Linked DNA regions of Mus musculus: region 1 is linked to region 2. A link is a contact called in public HiCAR-type data. All regions are on one chromosome and are shown on one strand. The core of a region is the stretch at or near the end of the contact, and the rest is flanking DNA. Distances in the headings are between cores, read along the strand shown. Region 1 holds the start of Serbp1 (serpine1 mRNA binding protein 1). Region 2 holds the start of Hpgds (hematopoietic prostaglandin D synthase).

The links. HiCAR-type assays count read pairs that join an accessible place to other places.
Region 1: a contact with region 2 is called in a HiCAR-type map of astrocytes, with 4 times the contacts expected there. The contact joins the promoter of Serbp1 here to the promoter of Hpgds in region 2. A contact is called at or near these places in 6 of 39 promoter capture datasets (the C10 cell line, cranial neural crest, hippocampal neurons and 2 more), 1 of 115 datasets of contacts at active chromatin or transcription factors (astrocytes) and 1 of 9 other capture datasets (liver).

Annotation. Positions count from the first base shown.
Region 1 is chr6:67,265,577-67,270,886 of GRCm38.p6, forward strand. It overlaps Serbp1 (serpine1 mRNA binding protein 1), which reads left to right and starts at 1,403. Exons shown (of 8, transcript NM_001113565.1): 1 at 1,403-1,833. The coding sequence starts at 1,521.
Region 2 is chr6:65,142,101-65,147,327 of GRCm38.p6, forward strand. Hpgds (hematopoietic prostaglandin D synthase) reads right to left here and starts at 2,630. Exons shown (of 6, transcript NM_019455.4): 1 at 2,573-2,630.

The DNA of each region.
Region 1 (5,310 bases), core at 153-2,652, 2.1 Mb after region 2:
ACTATGGGAATCCCATTTTGCCTTTCATTCTGTTGATCCAGGAGACGGATTCAAAGGGTTGTTTAAACTTGATTAGTTATTGGAATTTCAGCACTTGTTGTAATTTCTATCAGGACAGAACTTGGTTTACAGAATTGATGTCAACAGTCTCATAGTGCAGCTAGAAGATTGCCACTAGCACTTAAGTGTGACCTTAGTAAGTTTTATCAATTCTGACAGTTTCATCCCTGTGAGAAAGGGATAGTTATTTATCTAAAAGGATGTGAGGATGAAACATTCGTAGCACCTGCTGCCTGAGGTATGTTTTCTATTACATAATGTATCAATGGAAAAGATTTAAAATTATAGTGTGTATTGGCACTGGATTGTCTTAGTGGGATTTAAGGTTCCCAACTAATGTCAGAGTTAGCATATAATTACGAAATTAGTTTCCTCCCTTCACACATAATACCCAATGTACTATAAAACATTTCCTCTTGAGCACATTTGGGGAGCTGGAGACAGGGTTTTTTCTTATGAAATCCCTGCGGTCCTGGAACTTGCTCTGTAGACCTGGTTAGCCTTGAACTCTGCCTCCTAAGTGTTCAGATTAAAGGCATGCGCCACCACCCCAGGCTCTGGAGCACATTTTACTAACACCGCTGACCAGATACCGACAGATCAATTTATCGCGTTGATTCTAGAAAGCGTTTCCACAAACACTGTTTTAGAGGATGGCCGAGCGTGCAGTTGTGCAGTCAGGACTTAACAGCTCTTAAAGCATGGTTGCAATGACCGGAAAAGGCGCGCAACCCAATTAGTTCAACTCCTCTTTTGGATTCCTTCTGCCACGCAGATTCAACCCTGGAACTCCGTTCCACATTAAACCGAATTGCCTTGATTCGTTACGAAGGGTGGAGGGACAGCTCTAGAAATCCAACAGTCAGGGACGAGCAGCCGTGCGGTCGCAACCTACCGGAGGCTACTGTGGCACCCCCCACCCCCCGGAAGTTTTTGAGGCTCCAGTTACTAGGTCTGGGAGTCACCTTGACCCTCCCAGAAAGGTGGGGAAAGTCCTGGCCGGAGACAGAATGAGTGAAACCAAAGACAGAGAACACTTTCGTGAGCAGAAGACGCCCTCACGTTTTCCTGTTCTCAGAGGTATCTAAAGACCGAGAGTTTAAGGGTGACAAGAGCAGGTGGCAGAACTCCGCCCCGTACTCGCTTCCCCACCTTCAGCGAGCACGCTGCACACTTTCCTTGAGATCCCGCCTCTCAGGCGCGCGCGAAGAGTTGCTGCGCAGTGCACGCTGGGAGTTGAAGTTCAGGAGTAGACAGCCATCCCGGGCTAATCAGTTGTGGCCTACAGGCCCCATGGTGCCGTGCGGCGCAGGCCGCTCCCGGATGTGTGCTTGGCGCCGGAAGAGAAGGCGGCCCCCCTCTCTCGGCCCGGCCATCTTGTGGGAAGAGCTGAAGCAGGCGCTTTTGGCTCGGCGCGGTCCGCTGCAATCCGTGGAGGAACGCGCCGCCGAGCCACCATCATGCCTGGGCACCTACAGGAAGGCTTCGGCTGCGTGGTCACCAACCGATTCGACCAGCTATTTGACGACGAATCGGACCCTTTCGAGGTACTGAAGGCAGCAGAGAACAAGAAAAAAGAAGCCGGCGGGGGCGGCGTTGGGGGCCCCGGGGCCAAGAGCGCGGCTCAGGCCGCGGCCCAGACCAACTCCAACGCGGCGGGCAAACAGTTGCGTAAAGAGTCCCAGAAAGACCGCAAGAACCCGCTGCCCCCCAGCGTCGGCGTGGCCGACAAAAAGGAGGAGACGCAGCCGCCGGTGGCGCTTAAGAAAGAAGGTAAAGCCGGGCGAGGCGGTGGGGAGCCCGGGCTGGCGGGCAGGACGGGGGCGTGCGCCGCCGCTTGCTCGTGCAGGCGGCGGGGCCGCAGAGCCCTCGGAGCCCCTTCACGGTGCGGGGAACGTGGCTGGTCCCAAGTCCACGCCGCTCTCTCGGTCGCTTGCTCGCTCGCAGGCTCGGCGGGAGCCTTCCTTCCCGCCTCGGGCGGACGGAGCGTGCTCCGAGAGGGCGGCCCGGGCGTTCCCGCCGATTCCTGCCGGGCGCTAGCCTCCTGGCTCTAGGCGCTCGGGAAGCAGCGCGGGCATTGCTTCCTGCCCGGCGGGCTCCTGGCTGCCGCTGCCTGCTGTGGGCTCCTGCCCTGCCATCTTGTCCCACAATGGCGCGGACCCTCAAGGAAAGGCCCGGGCTCAGAGTTTCCACTTGGGCTGCGTCTCCGTTTGGGGGTCCCTGTTAGAGTGGAGGGAGGGAGGAGTTGCTGTTTGGGTCCCACGTGTGTGTTTTGTGTTGTGCCCTTTCGCTCTTACGTTAGAAGAAGTTCCTGTAACTTACTGGCGAGAACTAAAGTGTTGGAGAGGAGAAGAATTTAGCCCCACTCATTTTAGAGGGAGTTCCGAATAAAAAACTGGTCATTAGTGGAACCCATCTCATGTCTCCATCTCTTCTTCCAACTAACTCCCTGGAGCCCCCAGGTCATAGGGCTTTGCTTGTTCTGGGCCTCGTGGGCGAAATGAGTGCCCAGCCTGTCATGTCCCGGCAGCAGAACTCAGGCTGCAGCTTTTCCTCCGCACGTGCGTAAAGCGTGGTCGGGTCTTCATTGGCGGCTAATGGTCTCTTCAAGGGCACTAGAAGTTTCATAGTTGTTTTGATTTTAGCATTCTTCTCCATTACTGGCTTATTGTGGATGAAAAGGCAAAGCAATTAGGGGCTAAAAAAGTGAAAAATCAATAGCGAGTACATATAGAATAACCTGTGAATCTTTAAAATTGGTATTATGTTAAAGTGCCTCTCAATGCCACGTGCTCATGAAAGGAATTGTTTCTCATTAGATTGTGTTAGGTTTGAAGTTTTTTGGGGGTGGTGGTGTCTTTCAATGAAGGCTTAGAGTAAAACATCCAGTTCCTAGTAGATTTATAAAAGGGAAGAGTTCTATTAATATATTTGGAAGCATAGTCTGGAGTGTTAGAAAACATCACTTGGGCAGAAGTACTGAGCGGATTAAGCTTCTTGACATTACATAGTTGAATAAGACATTTAATTTCTGTGTTAGGGACACTAGATAGTGTTATTTAAACTACTAAAATTTACCTCCTTTATGACTGTAATTCACAGAAGTACATGAATAAGTTGAGTAAATAAAACACATCACATAGATGAACTCAAAAAATGGTCAAAACATGAAGCATGATTTTAAATTATTCAATTTTCATCACAAAGCCAATTTATGATCTTGCCTGTAAACTAGCATAAGTCATCAATGGAGGACATTTTTATTTATAGCCAGGATTACGTTTGTCATTTACTTCAGAAAACTTTTTCACAATAGTAGTCAACCTTTTTTTTAGTTACGTCCAAGTCTTCCATGGGTTGTACTGGGTATTGAACTTAGAACCTTGTCCTTGCTGGGGAAAATTTTGCATTACACATCTCAAACCCTTAGATCACTCTTTAAAACCAGAGTTGATTTTAAATAAGGTTATATATACATATGGGGAAATTTTGAATAAAACTTCCAGTTAGTGCTGTGTGGTGGTGGTTGGTAGACTTGTAAACAAAGTACCTATCTGTAAGAGTGGAAACAATTGTTAACCTATGGTGTGTCCTGTGTCTCGGGAACACAATGCTGGAATGTAATGTTTTTCTACATAAATTTTGATGCATTTGTCTATTTGAAGAACTTGAATTGGCAAAATGTCATTAAAAGTAGACCAGGTTTTTTGTGTTTAGCAAAAAAAGAAAAGCAACTCTGGATATTAGTGCAGTTAAGAAACTCATGTATCTGGTAAGTACAGTAAAAGAACCTTGTATGCTTTTTAAAAAATTTTTTTTCAGTAGATGAATTTATATTTTGTGGTAAAAGTGGCCGAACCCAGCATTTTGCAAACTAAGTGAAAGTAGCTCTCACTGAGCTACACTCCCAACCACTTGATGAGTTTAGTAAGTTTTTTTCTGATTATGTAGGCCTCATACTGAATATTGGGTGGGGAAGCAAGCCATTGTTCCTTGGGTGTGTTTAGCTTGGTTATCATTACAAGTTCTGAGCTGGTTCTATAGCTCCACCCCAATACACTATACCTCTGATGAAATTTATGTAAATGCCACGGCATAAGGGCTACATTTAAGGCTTGCCCTGAGAATTTACAGAGACTGAGCTTAAATATTAAGGAATTTCACCTTTACTGTATGACTATAGTTAAAGATATCTGAACAAATGAATATATCCTGATGGTGTTCCATTTTCTTAGAATTAGTCACATGTTTAAATATTTTACAAAAACAATTTCTCAGCTGATTTTGTTTTTTTGACTATCAACACCTATGGCTTGGAAATTAGAGCATGTCTGAAATGTTAGGCATGCATTTAACTATCAACTTGTCCTTTAGACTACCAATAATTCAATTTAAATTGGTTCTTTTTTTGTGAGTTTCGTAAGTTATCAGGAGAAATAAAGGCAGGAAAATTAGTTAATGCTTTAAATACCACTTAGTGCCATAAGTTTTCTATTTTCCTTTTTTTGAGAGGGTTCTGTGACAATTCAGGGCTGTGCATGTTACTGACACCCTGGTAATGAGCTACATTTGCAGCCCCCTGAGCATGTAATTGCTAAAAGAAGGTCTTAGAGTGTCTGATTTGTGAAGATGCTTTGAAAACAAATACTTGCAAGAGCAGACCTAGAAAAAGGCTTTCTATCCATACTAATAATGAAGTACTTCCTACTGGTTACATGATAATATTAAAAACTTGGGAATGTGTACACATACTTGGACTGTGAATGTTTTGGGTCTGTGGAAGGTTTTTTTTTTTTTTTTTTTCTGATTAAATAGCTTTGCTTGTTTGGATTGAGTTTGGCACATGGTCTCTTTGTAATCCAGATTGGCCTTGAATTTGTAAACCTGCCTTGCCCAGTGTAGTGTTAGTGTTGTAGGACTGTCTAGTTCAAATAGCCATCTTAAAGTTGTTTCTAGAATAAGTGCCTTTTGTTTTCCTTTCAGAATTACAATTTTATAGAATCAAGATTTCACTATTGGCTCATCAAGATTATATAGAATGATACAGAGTGAATTTCATTCTTCTGAGGGGCATATTTAGTGAATGTCCAGTGCTTTCTTATTTATGAAAGCTGCTGGTATTGGCTTTGATGTCTTAAAAGCCAAAAATATATCCCTTGATTGAACTATCTGTAAGTTTAGAATTTTGTAGTAAGACTGACTTGGAATGGTACCTAGTGATTTCTGTGCCAGTTGTAGAATGCTTGTAGA
Region 2 (5,227 bases), core at 1,380-3,879:
CCCCAAAGGGATGAAGAACAAAAAACAACAATAAAAAAATAATCAAACTCTGTTTCTTTAATGTGGCACAATCATATATATTACACCTCTAATTCCAAGCAGACCAGTCAGTTTAGTAAAAGAGGATGGCAGCAGATAATGTGAGGAGTATCAAGGGAGAGATGACTATTATCTACGTTCAAAAGCCAAGACAGATCTGTCGGTAAACCTGACTGTAAATTTCAAATGACAGGTCAGGACCAAACCAGCTGGAAGTAGATGAGCTGGGGGAGAAGTTCACCAAGCAGGCAGTGGGGCTTGTGGGAAATGCCTTGTGAATAAGCTAATGTGGTGTTTGTTTAAGTCTAGAGATACAAAGCCTCAAAACAAAACTGATCATATGAACATTTTGCAGGGACATAAAGGGGCAAGATTAAAAGAATGCATATAATTAGACTCAAATTTGCCTCACACAAGAGATGTGGCCAAGTTGGGCATAGTGGCACATGCCTTTAACCCCAATCGTCAGTAGGCAGAGGCACTTGTGTCTTTGTGAGTTCTAGACCAGCATGGCCTATATAAGCCCCAGAACATCCACAGCTACATGGAGAGACCTTGTCCCAACCAACCCAAACAGACAAAAACACCACTCCTGCTATTTGACTCCGCTTTGACTGGACCTGATTTGAATAGAGCTGGAGACCTCTGGCATCATGCTGGCCTCATTTTTCCTGGTGACTTCATTTGTGAACTTTCCTCTCCCATGCTGTTGTAAGAATGTCACATAGAGAAAATAGCGTTTACCCCGAAGAGAACAAAAAAGTTTATCTTCTTTCTTAACACTCCAAGGGAAGTCATGCAAAGTTTCTGATTGAGTAGGTAGATATTTGGAAAATAACATGAGCATTTCCTCAGCACATGGCTGAGCAGAAAAGGCCTTGGGCAACACATGAGCTTAAATAGACTTCTAGCCACGGTAAGATTAAATTCTTAGTATTTACTAACCTTGTGGGGAGACATTTCACATAGGTTAATGGTGCTTTTTTAGAAGCAGTCTGTCTTTTGTGCTTCCACTCTATTAGGTTTGTATCAATTTTTACTTTTCATAATATCGATATTTCAGTTGATCATAAGAAATATGTGGGAGTGGTCAACAGGGACACCTTTAATGTAAATATTAATAGAATGTGAATTGTGGTAAGATCACTTAAGTCTGATTAGGCAGTTGTGCTATTTTGATTAAAGTAATAAAGTTAAAAATAGTATAATATTTGTAGTCTGTATGTCTAAAAGATGATAGAAATCCAAAGCCAATTCTCTGGCAGAAAGAGTCATCACCGATGGCTAGTTGCAACCCCAATTTTATAATTTATTTAACACCAGTGGCCTAACTGAACTCTCGCACTTCAATAAAAGATATCTGGAACTCAGAGATACTTGGGGTTCCCTGCCACGTTCTTTTCACATGTCCAGCAATTCTGCAATAGCTTGAGTCTGGAGTACACAACTGGAAGCATCCCTGGTCTTGCCGACAGTCTTAACCCCACCCCACATGTGGTGGACACGGCACACTGTTTGCACCTCTATTTGTGTAGAGTCTGGTATTTTAAAATGCAGGAGCTGGATGCAGAGAGCAGCTGAGGAGCTACTGTTCACAGGACATCTTGTCCATGTTGGACATCTTGCCCATGCTGGCATCTCCTAACAGAAGCCACTGCTCCTAACAACTAGGGGATGGAGCGTACAGGATTTCACGATTTCATAGTGCAAGGGGGGAGGGGAGTTTTAGTTCAGACCTGGACAATTTACTGGTAGGGAGTAAAAAATGTAGATCAAAAAAGAAATAGATGACACTTTATTTGCTAAGTTGCTCATTTCAAACACTGGATGCTTAATTTTGAATCAGTGAACTGGGATCTCTATTTTCTATCAAAAACCCCCAGAGAAATGCCACTTTCGAGGCTTGCTTTATGTTAACACCTGAGCACAGGGAGTAGCTACACTGCTCTTTAGGATTGTTAAGTTCAACCATCTGAACTGAAGTAAATCTTTTAAACTATCTCTACTGTCAAATGGTGAAGGAAGCAATTCTTGGACAAGCATAGACACATTTCAACCAAATATGCCTTAACATGATAGAATGTGATGCAAAAAAAGCCCCCGGACACACACACACACACACACACGCACACACACACACACACACACACACACACACACACACACACAGAGCACGCGCACACTCACATGCATGTGTGTGCACACGTATACAGGGTTGAAGGGGCATAAATGAAAATTTATACTGCTTTACATTCTAAAGAAAGTTACCAAGAGAGTTCTAAAGATGTTATCAAGGATGATCAAGATGGGATTTTCTTTTTCCTTCAGGGGTGGTGATGCTCAGGGAATTTCTAGAAGCTTTTGGATCCACAGCTCTTACAGGTTGTCATCCGATTTCTACGTGACCATGTGTGTATGAAAGCCTGGAGTGAGCTGACGCTGTTAAGATGGAACATATAGACCACCGAACAGTCTCAAGCTGGGGAAGACGGGGAGAATCAAACAGAAAGAAGAAAGAGTTCGTGTCACTTACCTATGCAGAGAGCCTTTCCTGTGCCGTGTCTCCGTGTCTCAGTTCCTGTCTGTACAGTGGTTTCTGTGATGAGTGGCAGTCACAAGACAGCCAGAGGCCACTTCCTCCACCTAAAAGCCTTCCTGCCTTTCTCACATGAGATGCACGAGTCCAAAGTTCAGCCTGTAAAGAGCTCTGGGTAGCTTTTGTCATCATTTCACAAGCTCTCTACATTAGTCCAACGTATTTGCATAAAGAGTAAAGTCGCAGTCACAGGTGCTTGTGTGTACAGATTGCTACAAGCTCTTTATTCTTAGTCTTACACCACAGACTTCTGGGGAATGAGAAAACAAGCCCTGTCACGTTTTCTTACAGAGACAAAAGTGTCTTACTTCATTTCCCAGTCTCCCTGGAGACGCCTTTGCCCCGTGCCTTCTCACCCGCGTCCACCCCCAGCACACGCACCGTTTGCTCACCGTTTGCTCTTCATCATGACGTCCCTCACTGCATGATTTATTTGTTTGGTCCCTGCCCTCACACAAGCAGTGTCTGTAACATCCAGTGCTTCAATGTTCCCTCTTTTGAGCTTTCTCCCTTCTACAGGATTGTTGGACATGTCACATAGACCCTGATCTCTATCTGATGGCTGAACGCTCTTAGCATTTCGGCATGGGTCAGACTTTTAAAGACTACATTTGCATGGTTGCTTGAGTTCTGTTTACACTCATTTCTTGGAAGAGGTCCACAGTTTGAAAGAGTCTTAGTGTACAAGATTCAAATACTCCATGAGAGTACCTTTTTCTAGTAGGAACTCATATCTATCAGCTTTAAATTATAACACAAGTTTAATTTCAGTGATAATATTAGCACAGCTTACTGAAAATGTCCAATAAAATATCTGCCTGTGCATCCTGAAATCTGGAAGTTACCCAATGAGACATTGAAACCACACGGTGCTTTTCATGTCCCCAGAACAATCATACCTAGGGGCAACTCTTTTTTTTTTTTAATTTAATTTTATTTTTATTAGGTATTTTCCTCGTTTACATTTTCAATGCTATCCCAAAAGTCCGCCATACCCACCCCCCCAATCCACTACCCACCCACTCCCCCGTTTTGGCCCTGGGGTTCCCCTGTACTGGGGCATATACAGTTTGCAAGTCCAATGGGCCTCTCTTTGCAGTGATGGCCAACTAGGCCATCTTTTGATACATATGCAGCTATAGTCAAGAGCTCCAGGGTACTGGTTAGTTCATAATGTTGTTCCACCTATAGGGTTGCAGTTCCCTTTAGCTCCTTGGGTAATTTCTCTAGCTCCTCCATTGGGGGCCGTGTGACCCATCCAATAGCTGACTGTGATCATCCACTTCTGTGTTTGCTAGGCCCCGGCATAGTCTCACAAGAGACAGCTATATCTGGGTCTAGGGGCAACTCTTATCAACCATGTCATAAGATCCATTTCAAACGAGCTTCTTTTTACTTTGAAAAAGAAAACAAAAAACCTCCAATGATAAATGAGAAAAATATAAATATACATAATATAAATATAAAAATTATATAAATGTAAATAATATAAATACTAATTTGTAAAAAGTTTAAGAAGACACGGGTACAGCCTCTTTTCTGCTCATTACAAGAAGCGAAATAGATGCTGTCTGAGGTGAGGTTAATGGACACAGTGATAAAGGCTCTCACTGAAAACTGTGTAAAATCAGCTGCAAAATGAACGACGGTAGGGTTGTAGCTGGACGAGATCAACATCAGGACCAGATTATCCTTCACCAATGTTTCATGGGGGCTTCTCTTCCACTGGATCTTATTTTAAATCAGCCCACGCATCATTTTCCCTTTATGTTGATAAAGAGGAAGTATTTAAACCCACTTGCTCCTCCATTTGTGGCCTCTGAGTTGCTGGGGAAGAAAGGTCTACAGAGGAAATCCACAAAGTTTCCTTTGTCAGCTTGGGTATCTTTTATTTAGTTTTCTACCATAATCAGTTACTTAGGAAACTAAAACTTGGCCTGATGAAATATTCAAACTTGGGATGGAGGAGTCAGCAAGGCCAACTGTATTTGTTTCAATTTCTAAACTAACTGAGTGGCTAAATGTATGGAAAACGAATTATTGTCTATTTTTCCAGATTTCAAAAAAGTGATTATACTGTTTTCTTTGTCTACCTCCTCAGACACTGTGAAGAACAATACAAGTAAAAGTCATATAAATTCGCTGAAATGTTGAGTGCTCCCTGTAGGCTGTGGACTGAGCACAGTCCTGGCCTGTGTTAGCTCCCCATCTCCATAAAGCATTATGCACAGCCTTGACTGTGGCACACAACGGACCAGAGCTTATTAAAGCAGCACTTAGAGATGAAGAAGTATCCAGATACCTCTTTCTAACTTGCAAGATTTCATGTATATTCTTTTTATGTATAGGGACATAAAAATACTGAAATAGAATAAGTCAAATTAATTTTCAAGATTGTTCCAGAATCAATTTATGTCATTTCTATATCACTTCATCATGCTCTGTGGGAGGAAAGACTAAGCAATAAGTACAATTTCTGGATTAACCCTGTTCTGGTACCCTCAAAAGATGTAATTCTGAAAATTGAAGGCTTGGTCACTGCTGAAGTGCTCAGACAGTTTCCAGAAAACACTCCTCTCTGGCAAGACAGTG